Linked DNA regions of Mus musculus: regions 1 and 3 are each linked to region 2. The links are chromatin contacts, called in public ChIA-PET and promoter capture Hi-C maps. All regions are on one chromosome and are shown on one strand. Each heading gives the region's core, a stretch centred on a gene start, on an enhancer-like site or on the middle of the called end of the contact. The rest is flanking DNA. Distances are from core to core; before and after follow the strand shown. Region 1 holds the start of Napepld (N-acyl phosphatidylethanolamine phospholipase D). Region 2 holds the start of Gsap (gamma-secretase activating protein). Region 3 holds the start of Pmpcb (peptidase (mitochondrial processing) beta).

Region 1 (4,992 bases), core at 710-3,209, 520 kb before region 2:
TAAGAGAGACATAAATAGGAAAGGCAAATAAAACTCACTCAGTTCAGCAGGTCAGAGTCTAAAATTAAACCATGAGTAAAACGCTTAGGGTGCAATGTTCATTCTGTCCTAAGTGAAGGAGAACAAACTGGAGAGGGTTTGCTCTGCAGGATAGAATTTGTTGTACTGATTTGCTTCCTTTGGTTTCTCTAGGGAAAACAACGAATTCTTCCATAGTTCTGAAACTTCTGTAGTGTTTGCTGGGTTGGGAAAACAAACCTTACTGCATACTGTGATCCTTCCCGACACACACTGGCCTTGCTTATCTAAAACACTAGCTCCCTGAGGACTCCTCTCTCCACCATGCTAAGAGGCACTCCATTTTCATTTTCTGACTCATAGACTCATATCTTGTGCTGAGGTAACTACTCTGTGAACATGGCGGCATGTCAAACTAAACCTTTTACTTTTGTATGAAAATGCTATTGTGGTTGTGAAACCCAGAATATTTCTTCTTAGAAGAGTCAAATGATTTAAGCATTATTGTATCAGAAATTTATCCAAACAGCATGACAATGCAGACCCATTTTTTGTGTATATAAAATGTGTTCACAGTGACTGATGGAATAAGGGCAAGAAATGACATGTTTAAAGTTCCCTAGCAAGGATGCTAGGAATCGAAGCAGTAATAGCAGTCTGTCCTTTGGGGTTGAATTTGAAGTGTGTCTTCCCTTCTTTTTTAAAATTTGCTAATGCATGTCGAGAATTATTCAGCCCCACCCAGGCGCAAAAGAGCTATCAGGAATAAACTTTAAACTTTTGCTAGTTTTACACTTAAAACTAGCAAAAGGAAAACAATCAGTTACAACTGCAAACTACCCTGAGGAAATCAAGTATACATCGATAGTGTCCTGCAGTATTAGATAGCTATAGTCACTTTCTAAATGCATTATAGTTTGGTTTGCATATTCCTAGCGTATCTGTACTAATGCCTGGTCTTTCTTTTCTTTTTGCTAACACAATCTCAGACACAATCTATTTAGTTCTGGTCTATGAATATATCTCACAAAGACCTTCAAGAGTATTTAAACTGTCAGCCTATCTATTTACCATTGAATTCTGTATGACTTTGCAAGTTATCTCTTGAAATAATTTCAACCAGTTAAGAATTTCAGAATTGTAATTTTATGTTTTGATCTTATCCTGAGATTTCAAAAAGCCAGACATTTAGAACATTATATGCCGAAGGCTGACATAATTTAAAATGTAACTGAGTACACAAGGTAGTGGAGCCATTTATACTCAGTACTCACTATATATAATCAGTGTCTGTAACCGAGCTCTTTAGTCAAGACTGTCAGTGCTGTTGTACATAGTGGGCCACGACAGGCACATTGGGCAACCAGATTCTTCTGGGTTTAGCAACTGTCAAGGAATGAGCTCACGTGACCTGGAAGGCTGGGAGCCAAACTGGTCAGAGAGCTTTGCGGTATCAGTTCTGCTCGCTGCGCGGACTTTACCAAGATGGCCTCGAGGCCTCTGCGCCTCTGTCCTCCGGGGCAGCCATCTTGGTAAAGGCCAGGCAGGGGGTGGCTCCCGGTATGACCCGGCTGCAGCCTGGGACCGCATGGTCAGAGACGACCGCCACCAAAGATGGGGAGGCGGCGCGTGCTGAGGCGCTGCGTGCAGCTGTTGGTGTCCTCAGCGGAGCTGGGGTGGCCGGGCCGAGGGAGGAGAGACGCGGGAGGAGGGCGTAGAGCGGCTGGGCCCGCAGAGCCGAGGCCCTCAGGCGAGGAGACGCGACGCAGCGCGCGCCTGCCTGCGCTCCGCGCAAGGTGAGCCCGCCCCTTCGCTCCACCCTCGCAAGATGGCTCCGCCCCTCGAGCTTCCGCTCCGTCCAGCAGCCTCGCTTCATCCCGCCCTCTAACCAACTCCGCCCCCCGCCTTCCAGCGCCGCCCACCGGCATGGCCCCGCCCACATACAGCGCGCCGCCTTCCCGGGAACCTGAGCGCCTGCGGGTGAGCCTCCCTGCTGTTAGCCTGGATCTTCGCGGGAGGCGGTTCGGCGACCGCGGTTCCTTTTCGTTGGTTTGCTCCTTAGTCTCGATATCTGCGTGGAACAGCCTTTCTGGGGCTGTTCGGATACCTCGGTGAAGTGCAGCGGGTTTCGAGTAGGTTTCTAGCACCCAAGCCCTGCCTCCTCCTGGAGATGCACTTGTGAGTGGCAGGCTTCTTTTGAATTACCGCACCTCTGGAGTTGCGGAGCTTGCATCTCTGGATCCGCTTACGTGAAGAGCCACCGCGTTTTTAGGCGCCCAGAGGGAAGTAGCTGTATTTGGGATTTAAGATCTACCCTTCCTGCTGCAGACTCCCTGGTTACAGCTCCACGATAGGAATACAAGTGGGTGTATCTTCATTTGGTTGTATGTAAATGAATGGGGTCCACAACTTGCTCAGAGCAACTTATTTCAGCTTCGGTGTAGTATTTATGTCCTAAAAAAATCCATCCCCAAAGCATTATTGCCGTTTTTCTTAAAGTAAGAGTAACTTATTTAACCACAGAATGAATAAAAGTACGAGGCGGGATTAGAGAAGGATGGCAATAGACCTTTTTCTTTCTTTTCTTTTTCCTTTTCTTTCTTTTGTACTGTGTTTGCTCATTAGATCGGCTATTCTTGATGGCGGTTCATATGGACTCCTCTTCCCAAGGAGCGCGGTATGAACCCGGTTGTTGTGAATATGCGTTCAAGGTCTCCAGTGGAACCTGGATAATGTGTACTAACAGTCAGACCCAGAAAACATTAAGGGATTGAGAAAAGTCAACAACATAAAAAAAAAAAAGTCTGGGATTCTTGCTTTGCCCTTACTGTAGGCTGTTTATACGTTGTTATGCTGTGACTTGCATGGGTGGTTTTGGCTTAGCATGAAGTCAGAAAGCCACTTTTGCAACACACTTCTCTTAAATTAAGAAATAATTTTCATCTTTATTAACAGATGGACGTATAACAGTTCTGTTTTGTCACATTGGGTAGAAGTTAGTGGTAACAACATGATTTAGAAAGAAGTTACATAATCTTTAAAAGGGTGATTACTTGTATCTTACAACAGTCTAATTAAAAAAAATAGTTTGATTTTTGTTGTAAGGAAATGTTAGCTCTGTTAAAGATTTAGGGCAAAAATGTGCATTTAAAATCAGAATCTAAGAGGAATCGAGGGTTTGAAATGGGTGTAAGTCAATTGGAAATACAGTCATAATTTTCAAAGATTTTATTTTGTTAATATTTTTACAGGCTTCATCCCTTCACGAATTATATAGCAAGTGTCCAAGAGACAAACATCTCTAGTGTATTTATCATGTTTCCTTTTCCACCCACAATTCCAAACTCGATCAGACAGATTCTGATTCCAAAACTGATGATTTTTTATTTTTTATTTTTATTAGATATTTATTTACATTTCAAATGTTATCCCCTTTCCAGGTTTCCCCTCCAAAAACCCCCTATCTCCTCCCTCCTCCCCGTGCTCCCCAACCCACCCACTCCCGCTTCCTGGCCCTGACATTCCCCTACACTGGAGCATAGAACCTTCACAGGACCAAGAGTCTCTCTTCCCATTGATGACCAACTAGGCCATCCTCTGCTGCATATGTGGCTGGAGTCATGGGTCCCTCCATTTGATCTCTTTGGTTGGTGGTTTAGTCCCTGGGAGGTCTAGGGGTACTGGCTGGTTCATTTTGTTGCCTCCTATGCAAAACTGTTTTCTAATGTTTGTTCAGTGGGACTGTTTAAAGACATTTTAACGTAAGGGTTCTGTCATAAGGTCAGGGATGTTTTATTGGAAAAGGTTTTGGTTATACTTTAGTTCTTTGAGTCACTCCTACCTATTTGTTTGAAAGAAGTCTTATATTCTTTTAGGTATTTAGAAAGCCAAAGGGATTTTTGTGGAAATTTAGTTTATATTTTCACTTTAGTTTGTTTTCTGTGTGCACGAGTGCGTATGTGTATTTGTGTGTGCATGTATGCGTGTGTTTCTCTTAGTGGTGCATAGCTGTAGCTAGAGTGGGGTCTCCCATTCCTTTTCATTCTATATGAGTAAGAATGTGGCTGCATGGAGCGCCCTGTCTATGTAGGTACTATAGATTAAAATAAATACAAGTAAAAGTGGTTTAATTGAAGTACTATTAGGCATGTATAACATTGGCATGAAAATCAGTTCCAGTGATTTCCACTGCAAGGTTGAAGCAATCGTCTTTTTTTTTTTAAAGATTTATTATTTATTTATTTTATGTATATGCATACATTGTATGCTGTACAGATGGCTGTGAGCCATCATGTGGTTGTTGGGAATTGAACTCAGGACCTCCGCCTACTTCAGCCCAAAGATTTTATTTATTATTGTATGTAAGTACACTGTAGCTGTCTTCAGACACACCAGAAGAAGGCGTCAGATCTCATTACGGATGGTTGTGAGCCACAATGTGGTTGCTGGGATTTGAACTCAGGACCTTCGGAAGAGCAGTCAGTGCTCTTACCCGCCGAGCTATCTCACCAGCCCGCAATCGTCGTTCTAACGACTACATTCCTGAAGAATTCTACATGTCTATAACTTACTGCTTTACTTGACCCATCTTTTGAACCTAGTAACCATTTATTCTGTTTTTATTTAACTAATTGACTTTTACACCATGCTATGTATGTTCTTGGCTAGCTCCAGGAGCAGTCCATACATAGTTATACTCATTCTACTGCCAACTAACCTTAAATGATGTATTATAACTTACACTTTTTTTGTTTTGTTTTGTTTTTCGGTTTTTCAAGACAGGGTTTCTCTGTATAGCCCTGGCTGTCCTGGAACTCACTTTGTAGACCAGGCTGGCCTTGAACTCAGAAATCTGCCTGCCTCTGCCTCCTGAGTGCTGGGATTAAAGGCGTGCGCCACCACGCCTGGCTACACTTTTTTTTTTCAAGATATTTTTGGATGTTTATTTTTAGTTGATCTTGCTGATCTAAAGTA
Region 2 (4,916 bases), core at 1,469-3,968:
ATTACAGAAAGAAGATTGCCAAATGTACAAACTTTAGTCTAAACTGCTAGGTGACAAAAATTGAAATAGTTTTGCCTTCCTACTTGGAGAGGGGCATCATACATTCTCACAAAGAAATGTGAGCCAGCTTCCAGCACACAGATCAAAAGGTAGCAACATGAGATTGCTTCTAGTCTGTACCCAGCCCCCAGTCCCTCAGGCTCAGTCCAGCCAGGCTTTATCATCCTGAAATCAGGACTTCTGAGACACTCTGAGTTTAGTGAGGAGCAGGCATGGGTGATTGGTTACGAATCAATCAAAGGAGAACTGAAAGTTAGGATAGGAGACTGGGGACTCGGGGAGGAGACATAAACAGGAAGGACAGTGGCCATAGAATGGTGAAACAGAAAACAGTGACTAAGCCACCCACGCCCCCACCCTCCATCTCCAGACCAGTCTGCAGGACCATATACATGAGGCAATAAAGAAAAGCTCACTTTCAAATGAGTTGCTTGGCAAACTATTATCACTCCCTGTACAAAGAGTGTAAGATTTAAAATCAACACTGTGTGTGTCACAAATTCAAGCCAAATCAAACCAGGGAAAAGCACACGAAAGAAAACTCGTGCTCTTTATTGAATTACACAGATGGTCCCTGACAACATTTCAACTTGCACTTTTTTTTTAAGTAGTGCCAAAGCAACACAAGACATTTAGTAAAGATGCTGGCTGGAATGGCAAACCCAGGGAGCTCCCAAATGTCACCCCCTCCCCTGTCTGCCAAGAGAAATGCTAAGTAAAGCTGGGTTCCCTGTGAAGCAGTGTTTCCCAGGAAATGCTTAGCCCTATGGGATTACACCTGTAAACTACAGATGACCCTGAAGCTTGAGGAGGGGGTGGGGTTGGAGCTCCAGAACTCAGCCTGATTTTGAAGAGTCGCATACTGAGTAAAACCTGACAGGCATTTTATTCTCTACTGTAATGCCTCACTGGATGCAGGTACTTGAGGGAAACTGAAGGAGCTGAACGTGCTTATTACACTGAGGGAAGGCTCTTCCTCAGAAGGACAGTCCACACTTGGAAAGGACAGTCCACACCTGGAAAGGACAGTCCACACCTGGAAAGGACAGTCGACACCTGGAAAGGACAGTCCACATCTGGAAAGGACAGTCCACACCTGGAAAGGACTGACTTCTGTGTTGTCAGTGAGCCTGAATCAATCTCACGATACTGAGAAGAGATTAAAGAAAAAAGAGAGCCTATGCTTTTATTCACTTGAAATTCAGATAAAAATGGGTCTAAAGCTACAAATAAAATGGAAAGAATGCTCTATAAATATTCAGACCTCCGAGGTACTCAGATGAAGAATCATGAGGTGCATACACACAAGCCCTCAACAGTCCTGCTACTGCTCACTTTGTAGCTGGATAATATATACATGGTTTCCTTTTAAATTACTATTTAGAGATGTTAAAGTATTTATGTTACTGTTTTGATTTTTTGTGAATATTTTCTCATTTTGTTTCAGGAGAAACCATACTCCCAAAGTTCAACACAGCACCAAGAGTAGGCACAATAATGAAACCTGGCCTCTTCCCCCTCAAGCTGTTGTTGACTCCATTTCCATCCTACAGCCACCTGTAGGGGAGGGGAGGGGAGGGGAGGGGAGGGGAGGGGAGAGGAGAGAAAAAAGAAAAGAAAAGAAAAGAAAAGAAAAGAAAAGAAAAGAAAAGAAAAGAAAAGAAAAGAAAAGAAAAACATATCTTAAATTACAGATGCTCTTCTTTTAAGTGAATCAATTCTGGGAACACACAAAAGTCATTTTCCACTTCCTCACCAGAAGAGCCTCAAGCATCAGAAACAAGTTCCAACTGACCTGGGAAGGCAGGAAGCTGAATATCCCTGCCTTGGTACTGCTTGCCGTGCAGGGGTGAGGTGAGGTGGGGTGGGGTGGGTTTAGGGGAGTGCTTGATGGCTCTTGAGCAAGCTGCTGCTTTGTCTTTAGAACCCGTGAACCCTCAGTTCCCTGCGTGCAGCCTGAAAGAGCACCCTACCCTCTCTACTCACATCTGATGGGAAATTCCCCCTAAGCCATCAGAGATACAGATTGTTCCACAGATACACAGAAAACGTCTTATTAACAAAAAGAAGAGAAAAGAAAAGAAAAAAGGTTAAACCACTGAACTCTCCTTTTTAAAAACATATTGACGCTAAGAATGGTCAGCATCCTCGCTGGGGCAAGCAATGTAATTGCTAAGATACTTAAATGGTCCTTTTTTGACCATCACGATTCATGCTGGTTAAGTCACCCTATACTTTGTCCTGATCCTAGCTGAGCCCAGGAGGCAAGCGAGAGGGAACCATCCCGCTACGCCACCTCCACCCCACCCTCCCCTCTCTGTGGTGACACATTGGGTACCACTCATTGCACAGGCTTGGGCAGCCCCAAGATGTGCCCGCAGGGACGGTGCCCCCTCAACCCAGAGCCTCTATGGGACTTCGGGTGACCAGCCCCGGCCGCCCCCTCCAGGACCCGCGTCCAGCACCTGCTCTGTCTCCTTCGTCCGTTGTCGCCGCCTGTGTGAGCAGACTCGGGAGCACGTCCTCCAGCACATCGAAGTGAGTGACCAGCCGCAGAGCCATGGCTCCCAAGCAGCAGCGGCGGGCATTCCGGGCGGGCTTACACCTCTCAGCCTACAACCACCTCTCCTTCCTCCCCGCCTCCCCAGGCTGCTTTCGGTTCAGGGTTCTGGGCGGTCCAGCCCCGAGGATCCCGAGCACCGCCCCTTCCAGGCCTACGCCGGGGAGCACTTCTCCCTACCCCAGAGACAACGCCTCCCCTGCCGCTGGCGCTGGCAGGGAACTGTGGCAGGGCCCGAAGGGGTGACAAAGCCAGCAGCTTCCAGACTGGACTTGGGGACAGCCGTGCGAAGCGGAGGGCAGGTTTTCTTTAGTCCCAGGTCATTCCCCCACGCAGCCACTTAGCTAGGGCCAGGTCACCTGAGGAGACTCGAGGTTACACAAAGGCAGCTGGCATACGGGCCAATTCTCCTTAGCTCTGCTGCACAGGGTGATGTTTCAGCTATAGTGTTTAGGTAATAAACAGCAGCAGGGAGTGGGTAAACTACAGGGTGCTGTTAAATGACACTAAGGACGGTTAGCTTAGCACAGTCTGGGTTCTCTTTACCTTTCAGTCATGCTTGAGGAAGCTGGCTTGTCCGCAAGTGGCCTCCCACGAGGTTTGTCTATAGGCACGTTCATTCTTCTTGGGTTCCTTCCCAAGTCCATCTATTCCACTATAAGTACGCCTGGTGTTTTCGTTCTATCACTCTGGCTTACTCTGCTTGAGGAGTGCTCAATAAACTTGGCCCTGTGAGATGCCATCCGTTCTGTACAGCAACAGCAGGTAATTACTGTTGCTAAAACTGAAATAGCCTTAGCCGACATAATGTCTCATGCCTATCAGCTTTGCACTTAGGAGACTAGCTTGGAGGTCATGGCCAGCTTGGGCTAGAGAATGAGTCCTGATCTCAAAAACAAACACTCAGCCAGCTCCATATCTCAAAGCAGAACACTGCCTAGTCTTTACCCAGTGCTGGTGCCTGGTAACTAGAACTTGAACTCCCAACTAATCTGGCTATTCATACGGATTCTGGTTATTCATACCTTCCTTCTGTTCAGTGGTTCTGAACCTTCCTAATGCTGCCACCGTTTAATACACCTCATGTTTAATACACCTCATGTTTAATACACCTCATGTTTAATACACCTCATGCTTAATACACCTCATGTTTAATACACCTCATGTTTAATACACCTCATGTTTAATACACCTCATGTTTAATACACCTCATGTTTAATACACCTCATGTTGTAACCAAACAAAAATGTTTTTCACTGTTACTTCCTAATTGTAATTTTGCTACTGTTATGAATCATAATGTAAATATGTGTTTTCTGAAGGTCTTAGATAACCCCCATGAAAGAGAATACCTACCCCTTTCGAGACTCACTGGTTGAGAACCACTAACCTAGAACAATCTCCAGTTGCTCCCAGACCTGGTTCCACACAACCTCTACAGCACAGCCCACAGTGACCTTCTTAACCCAAGAGTGGCATTGCTAATGGACTTCATTTCACCTGAGGTAGACTTTTGAGATTAAAAACCAAATCTGAGTCTTGAGATAGTTCTTCTGTCCCACCAATGGCCAAACAGGGCACCGTGGAAGAAAGTATAAATATTAGTAGTATTAGTAGCTTAGTGGTATTAATAGGCTATAAAATGCTTTTCTCTTACATCTCAAAATTAGGCTTTCACAACTGCAGGTACCAGAGTTACCTGAGGAACTGTCTTAGAGGGCAGAGTTTTCTGGCTTGGAACTGAACAAGGCTCAGAAGTGTTTCCCCTGAGTTTGAAAAACACTTGATAAGTGTAGAAGTCTTGATTTTCCTCTAGAGATTATCTCTCAGAGGAAGGTAGTAGCTAATTTGGAGTAGAATTCTATTGCTCACTACCACCATAACTTGCATATAATTTTAAGAGAAATTTAATGCTAATATTGATTGTGGATACAGGGGAAGATACTGGAGACATGAGGAGCCACTATAAGATTTTATAACAAATGGAGCCTGTTGATAGTTTACAGTCTTTATGTTTACAGGTTTGTTTTTGTCAAGTAAGATGGGCTGGTTATTTATGGGAAATAGCTTATTTAACAGATATATTCAATTTAAAGGTTCCACTCCACTATTTGAACTAAGAAAGAATTCTGAAGTTAAGATTCTCTTGCTTGTATAGAAACTGAAAATAACTAAGTTTAAGAAAAGTGAAGAGGCCAAGAAAGAATAACCAAGATGGGGGAAAGCTGTAGCCAAGTACCACAGAGCTGCTATGGATCACCATGGTCATTCAGAAACTTAAAATAAACCATGGTGG
Region 3 (4,992 bases), core at 164-2,663, 550 kb before region 2:
CATTACCCTTCAACAAGCACCCTGATTCAGCTACCTCTCCTACAGATGCTTCATATTCACTAAGGACAAAAAGTCAAGAAACTGAAATAACAATACAAAACTGACTGTGTAGAAGTGAGACAGACGGGATGCTCCTGTTCACAAAGGACAGACAGAAACAGGACAGATGCTTCAGAGGCTCTCGGGCCAACTGGTTTGACTACAGACGCTTCAGCAGCTTTTTCATGTTTTCATATTGAAATGAGAAAAACGTATTTCCTAAACCCTGACCCAAAAACCTGAGACTGACCTAACCGCCAGACACAGTGGTGGTTTGAATAGGAATGGACCACAGAGGCTCACAGATTTGAACACTTAGTCATCAGAGAGAGAGACTACTAGAAGGTTGGAGGAAGTGTGCCACTGGGGTGGGTTATAGGGTTTAAAATGCTCAAGCCAGGTCCATTATCTGTCTGTCTGTCTGTCTGTGTCTATCTCTTGCCAACCCAGATGTAGAACTCTTGGCTCCTTCTCCACCACGTCTGCCAGCACTCTGCCATGCTTCCTGCTCTGATGATGATGGACGAAACCTCTGAACTGTAAGCAGCCCCAGCTAATGTGTCTTCCTTTATAAGAGTTGCCATGGTCGTGGTTTCTTCACAGCCACAGCCACAGGTACTTAAGAAATGTGTACGAGCCCGCACTGTCCTGCTTCTGTGACCCAAAGGCTTTCTGCTCCCTGATCAAATAATACACCATGACCTGACTGTGCCCTACTGTGTAGGGGCAGGCGGATCTGAGGCCAGCCCGATCTACAGGGCAAGATCCAGGACAGCCAGAGATGTTACACAGAGAAACCCTGTGTAACAACGATGTCTCAAAATATCAAAACCAAAAGCAAACCCAACTTCAAATTCATAAAGCGCTTGTCCTAGTTTCCTTTTCTCGAGAGAGAACAGCCCGACATACAATAACATTGGTAATAGCAAACTAACAGACAGACAGACAGACACACACACACACAGAGAGAGAGAGAGATCCCTTTGGAGCAAGACAACTCTCAAATAAGGAAAACGCTGGGATAAAACTCGGATGAACTGAGGTTGACGCTGTCTGGTTTGGGTGTCCATGGGCTGAGGATGGCGCTGTCTGGTTTGGGGGTCCACGGCTCCTTTTCTTACCTCCCGCGGGTGGCGTGGAGGGGGAGCAGCCGCCCCGCCCCCTCTGCGCCCGGCCGCAGCGCCCCGGGATAGCGGATCCGGAGGCCCGGCCCAAAGCACACCGGGAGCCGCCGGGGCACGGCGGAGCGAGACTCACCTGAGCAGCGGCGCGGCGAAGCGGAAGCCTTCGTGTAAATCCCCACAGGCGCCGCCGGGCCTCTGGCAACAGCGTCCGGGATAGAGCGGCCGCCGCCATCTCTGCGGTGGAGAAAGTGGAGATGTACTTCCGGGTCATGACTCCAGGCCCCAGAACTAGAGGCTGGCTCCACCCTGTGGCGGCAGCAGGAATTGCAGTCTCTGAAATTCCTTTGATTCTGTGTCTGGGCTTAGAACCCTCAATCCCTTCACCCTTTGACTCCCTCCCCAGTTCGCTCCAAATAATCAGGTCTGTAGAAATGATGTGCAAGACACACAAGGGACAAAGTGAACGGAACATGTATCCCCAGGCGGTTGGAGTTAATCAGAGAGATCCAGTGCGGGAGGGACAGACACATTGAAGGATCTATCATGTTGGTCTTCGTTGTTCTAATGTTTATAGCGTTGCTTATTCTATTCCATAGGAATACCTTTGCCGAGATTGCTACTAAAAGACAGACGCTTTACAAACATAATCTTACATTCTGTTACCATGATTTAATGTTATTTACTTCCACGTCTTAGGGCTCTGCCAAAACAAACTGCTCTTACCCGTTCCTGGGTGCCTCTTTATCCACATACACTCTAATGAAACTAAAATTTGTCAAATAGCCACTTTAGCCAATTGTCCCAGGGTTTGAGGCTTAACGAAAATAGCAAGCACTTTTTAAAATTAAAGCTTTTTATTTAACTTATTATGGGGAGGGGGTGGGTGCATGCCACTCCAAGCTTGTGGAGGTCAGAAGACAACTTTATGCAATCAGTTGCCCCTTCTACCTTTGCATGAATTCTGGGGGTGGAACTCAGGTGGACAGGCTTGCACTGCAAGTGACTTTACCCGCTGAGCTGCCTGCAAGCCCCTAGCAAGCTCTTTTCTGTGAGGAAGCGACTATTACTTTGCTAATTTTACAGTGGGAACTGAGGTATTGGCTGCCTAACAGGCTGTTTAACACTAAAGAGTGTGCGCTGTAACTTTAGAAGTTGGAGTTCTGTCTAACTTGACCCCTTGTTGCCTAATACCTAATTTACATTATCGTTCAGGTATCCTTTTCCCACCCAGCCTCCTCTTTTAACTATTCACCATTTAACAACAAGACAGGAAAATCCGGGCCGGGCGTGGTGGCGCACGCCTTTAATCCCAGCACTCGGGAGGCAGAGGCAGGCGGATTTCAGAGTTCAAGGCCAGCCTGGTCTACAAAGTGAGTTCCAGGACAGCCAGGGCTACACAGAGAAACCCTGTCTCGAAAAGCCAAAAAGACAGGAAAATCCCTTGGGCGCCTCATTGTCAGTTTGTAGCTGTAATGGTGACAACCAGTCAAACGTCCAAACCAGGAACTCCATGTCACCTTTGGTTCCTGCCTCTGACTTTCCACTCTGACTTCTTGCTATTTTATCGATAGCCATTCTAAGTGTAGAAGTTTAGACAACTGCCCTCCAGCTGGCGGCGCTGTTTGCGAAGGTTGTGGAACCTTTAGGCAGTAGAGCCTTACAGTAGAAGGCATTGGGCACAGACTCTGGAGGTTTCATAGCCTGGTCCCACTTCCCGATCTCCCTGTTTCTGAGCTGTGATGCAGCTTGATAGCGCCTGTTCCTGTCGCCCTGCCTTCCCCATCACGGATGGATGGAAGCCCTCTGGAACTGCAGGTTATTTTATCACAGTGACAGTAAAAACAAAACAAAACAAAAACTAGAAAAAATGGAATCTCAACATAGTTTGAATTTGCATTTCTCTGAAAGCCGTGGGTCGTGAGCATTTTTTTGTTCAAATATTTGTTGGTCATTTGTACTTTTAAAATCTTTTTCCATTTTTGAATGTATGTGTCGTGCATATTTTTGGTGGGAAGGACCACCCGTGAATGCGTGTGTTTGGTGTGTGTGTGTGGTGTGTGTGTGCACGCGCGCGCGCGCGCGCGCACGTTACATGAGAAGGTCCCAAGCTAACGCTGGGAGTTATCCTTGACCACTCTCCTACCTTGTTCATGGAGTCAGAATCTCTCACTCAACCTGAGCTCACTGATACGGCTCGTCTCTCCAGCCGGTTTGCTCTGAGGATTCCCTGCCCACCCTCCATTTGTACAGTAAATATGTTCACTACGGAGCCATGGCCCTGCCCCCCGTTTCTGATTTTAAGGGAAATGCTTTCAGTTTTTCTCTGTTTAGTATAATGTTAGCTCTAGGCTTACTGACTGTATTATAGTCTTTATTATGTTGGAGTATGCGCCTTCTGTTCCTAGGAGGATCGTGAAGGAATTTCTGCATCTACTGACAAGGTTGTGTGGTTTCCATCATATTGCCTTTACAAGGTATATGTTTACTGATTTAAGCCATCCTTGTATCCATGGGATGACACCAGTTTAGTCATGGTACCCCATGGTTTAGCCTGTTGGTGAATTTGCCATGATCCTCTTGGAAACTTTATATCTATGTATCTGAGGATTTTTTTCTCTCATTTTTGTTGTTGTTTTGTCCTTAGCCAGTTTGGCCTCAGGAGAATGCTCCTGTAGGGCGTCTAACAGTGTTCCTTCTCGTTCTCTGTTTTATTGACTAGTGTAAGGCACAAGGACTTTCCCTCTCTTGTAAGAAGCTGGTAGAATGCAGCAGAAAATCTATGTAGGATGAGCTTGCCTTTGCTAAAGGCTATGACTGCCATGACCTTGCTCATTGTGGATGTGCTTAAATTGTTTAGAAACGCCCTCCCCCACCACCTCCCCCCTCCCCTGCCACCTCCCCCCCAAACCCCAGCTTCTAATTTTGGCAGGTCACAAACATCAAGGAATTTGTTCATTTTTAGTTTTTCAAGCTGTGGGTTTCCTTGGGCTTTGCTGTAACCCCCCCCCCATCACCTCGCGTTTGTAACCCCCCCACACACATCCCCATCACCTCGAGCTGTATGCTTTATGCTAAGTCTCTGTGTGCTTCTCCAGTTTCTGTGGTTTCTCTTGCTGTGCCTGTCTGCTGCCATTGCCCTGTAGTCCGCTGAGTTTCAGTGAGCTCTTTTGATTTTTTTTAATAGTTTGGATATCCTTTGGGACCTAGACTGTGCCCTATTTTTTAATTACATTTGTTTACTGGTTTGGGGAGGTGGTGGTGAATGTGTCTCATTAATTGCTTCTCTCCTTCCTGTAAATTGTGACTTATTTGTCTGAGATAATTGTTATCTGTGAGGCCTACGGCTTCAGTCTGCCAACCTAGGGCTAGTCCTGGAAGCTTCTAGCCTCCATACAATCTAAGGTAGACCTAGAATATTTTCAGCCTCTGAGACTTACTGTGGAATAAGCGCATCCTTTCTAGTTCATTCTGAGCTCTGGCTGGTTCAGCTCAGCTGTTCTGGCTCAAACGCCATGATACTGTATTATAGTTAGATGTGACGTTACCATTGGGGCAGCCTAGATTCTTAAAATGCAAAAAATTAGTTACAACTGCCGGTGAGCCTGTAATTATAGCCATACAAAAACTTTAACTAATAAAAAAAAAAAAATAGGGGCTGGAGAGATGGCTCAGTGGTTAAGAGCACCGGCTGCTCTTCCAGAGGTCCTGAGTTCAATTCCCAGCAACCACATGGTGGCTCACGGCCATTTGTAGTGTGATCTTATGCACTCTTCTGGTGTGTCTGAAAACAGCAACAGTGTACTCTTAGACATAAAATAATAAATGAATC

Evidence for each region. Promoter capture Hi-C pulls out the DNA fragments that hold promoters and counts their contacts. ChIA-PET counts read pairs in DNA pulled down with a chosen protein or histone mark.
Region 1: an RNA polymerase II ChIA-PET map of effector CD8 T cells shows a contact between it and region 2, with 6 read pairs. The contact joins the promoter of Napepld here to the promoter of Gsap in region 2. A contact is called at or near these places in 3 of 39 promoter capture datasets (the 3T3-L1 cell line, hematopoietic stem and progenitor cells and liver), 2 of 115 datasets of contacts at active chromatin or transcription factors (effector CD8 T cells and pancreatic cancer cells) and 1 of 9 other capture datasets (liver).
Region 3: a promoter capture Hi-C map of liver shows a contact between it and region 2. The contact joins the promoter of Pmpcb here to the promoter of Gsap in region 2. A contact is called at or near these places in 6 of 39 promoter capture datasets (the 3T3-L1 cell line, the C10 cell line, hippocampal neurons and 1 more) and 1 of 115 datasets of contacts at active chromatin or transcription factors (pancreatic cancer cells).

Annotation. Positions count from the first base shown.
Region 1 is chr5:21,698,363-21,703,354 of GRCm38.p6, reverse strand. It overlaps Napepld (N-acyl phosphatidylethanolamine phospholipase D), which reads left to right and starts at 1,959. Exons shown (of 5, transcript NM_178728.6): 1 at 1,959-2,150.
Region 2 is chr5:21,184,069-21,188,984 of GRCm38.p6, reverse strand. It overlaps Gsap (gamma-secretase activating protein), which reads right to left and starts at 2,718. Exons shown (of 31, transcript NM_175437.3): 1 at 2,526-2,718. The coding sequence starts at 2,622.
Region 3 is chr5:21,733,581-21,738,572 of GRCm38.p6, reverse strand. It overlaps Pmpcb (peptidase (mitochondrial processing) beta), which reads right to left and starts at 1,413. Exons shown (of 13, transcript NM_028431.2): 1 at 1,297-1,413. The coding sequence starts at 1,395. RefSeq lists an enhancer at 4,141-4,992.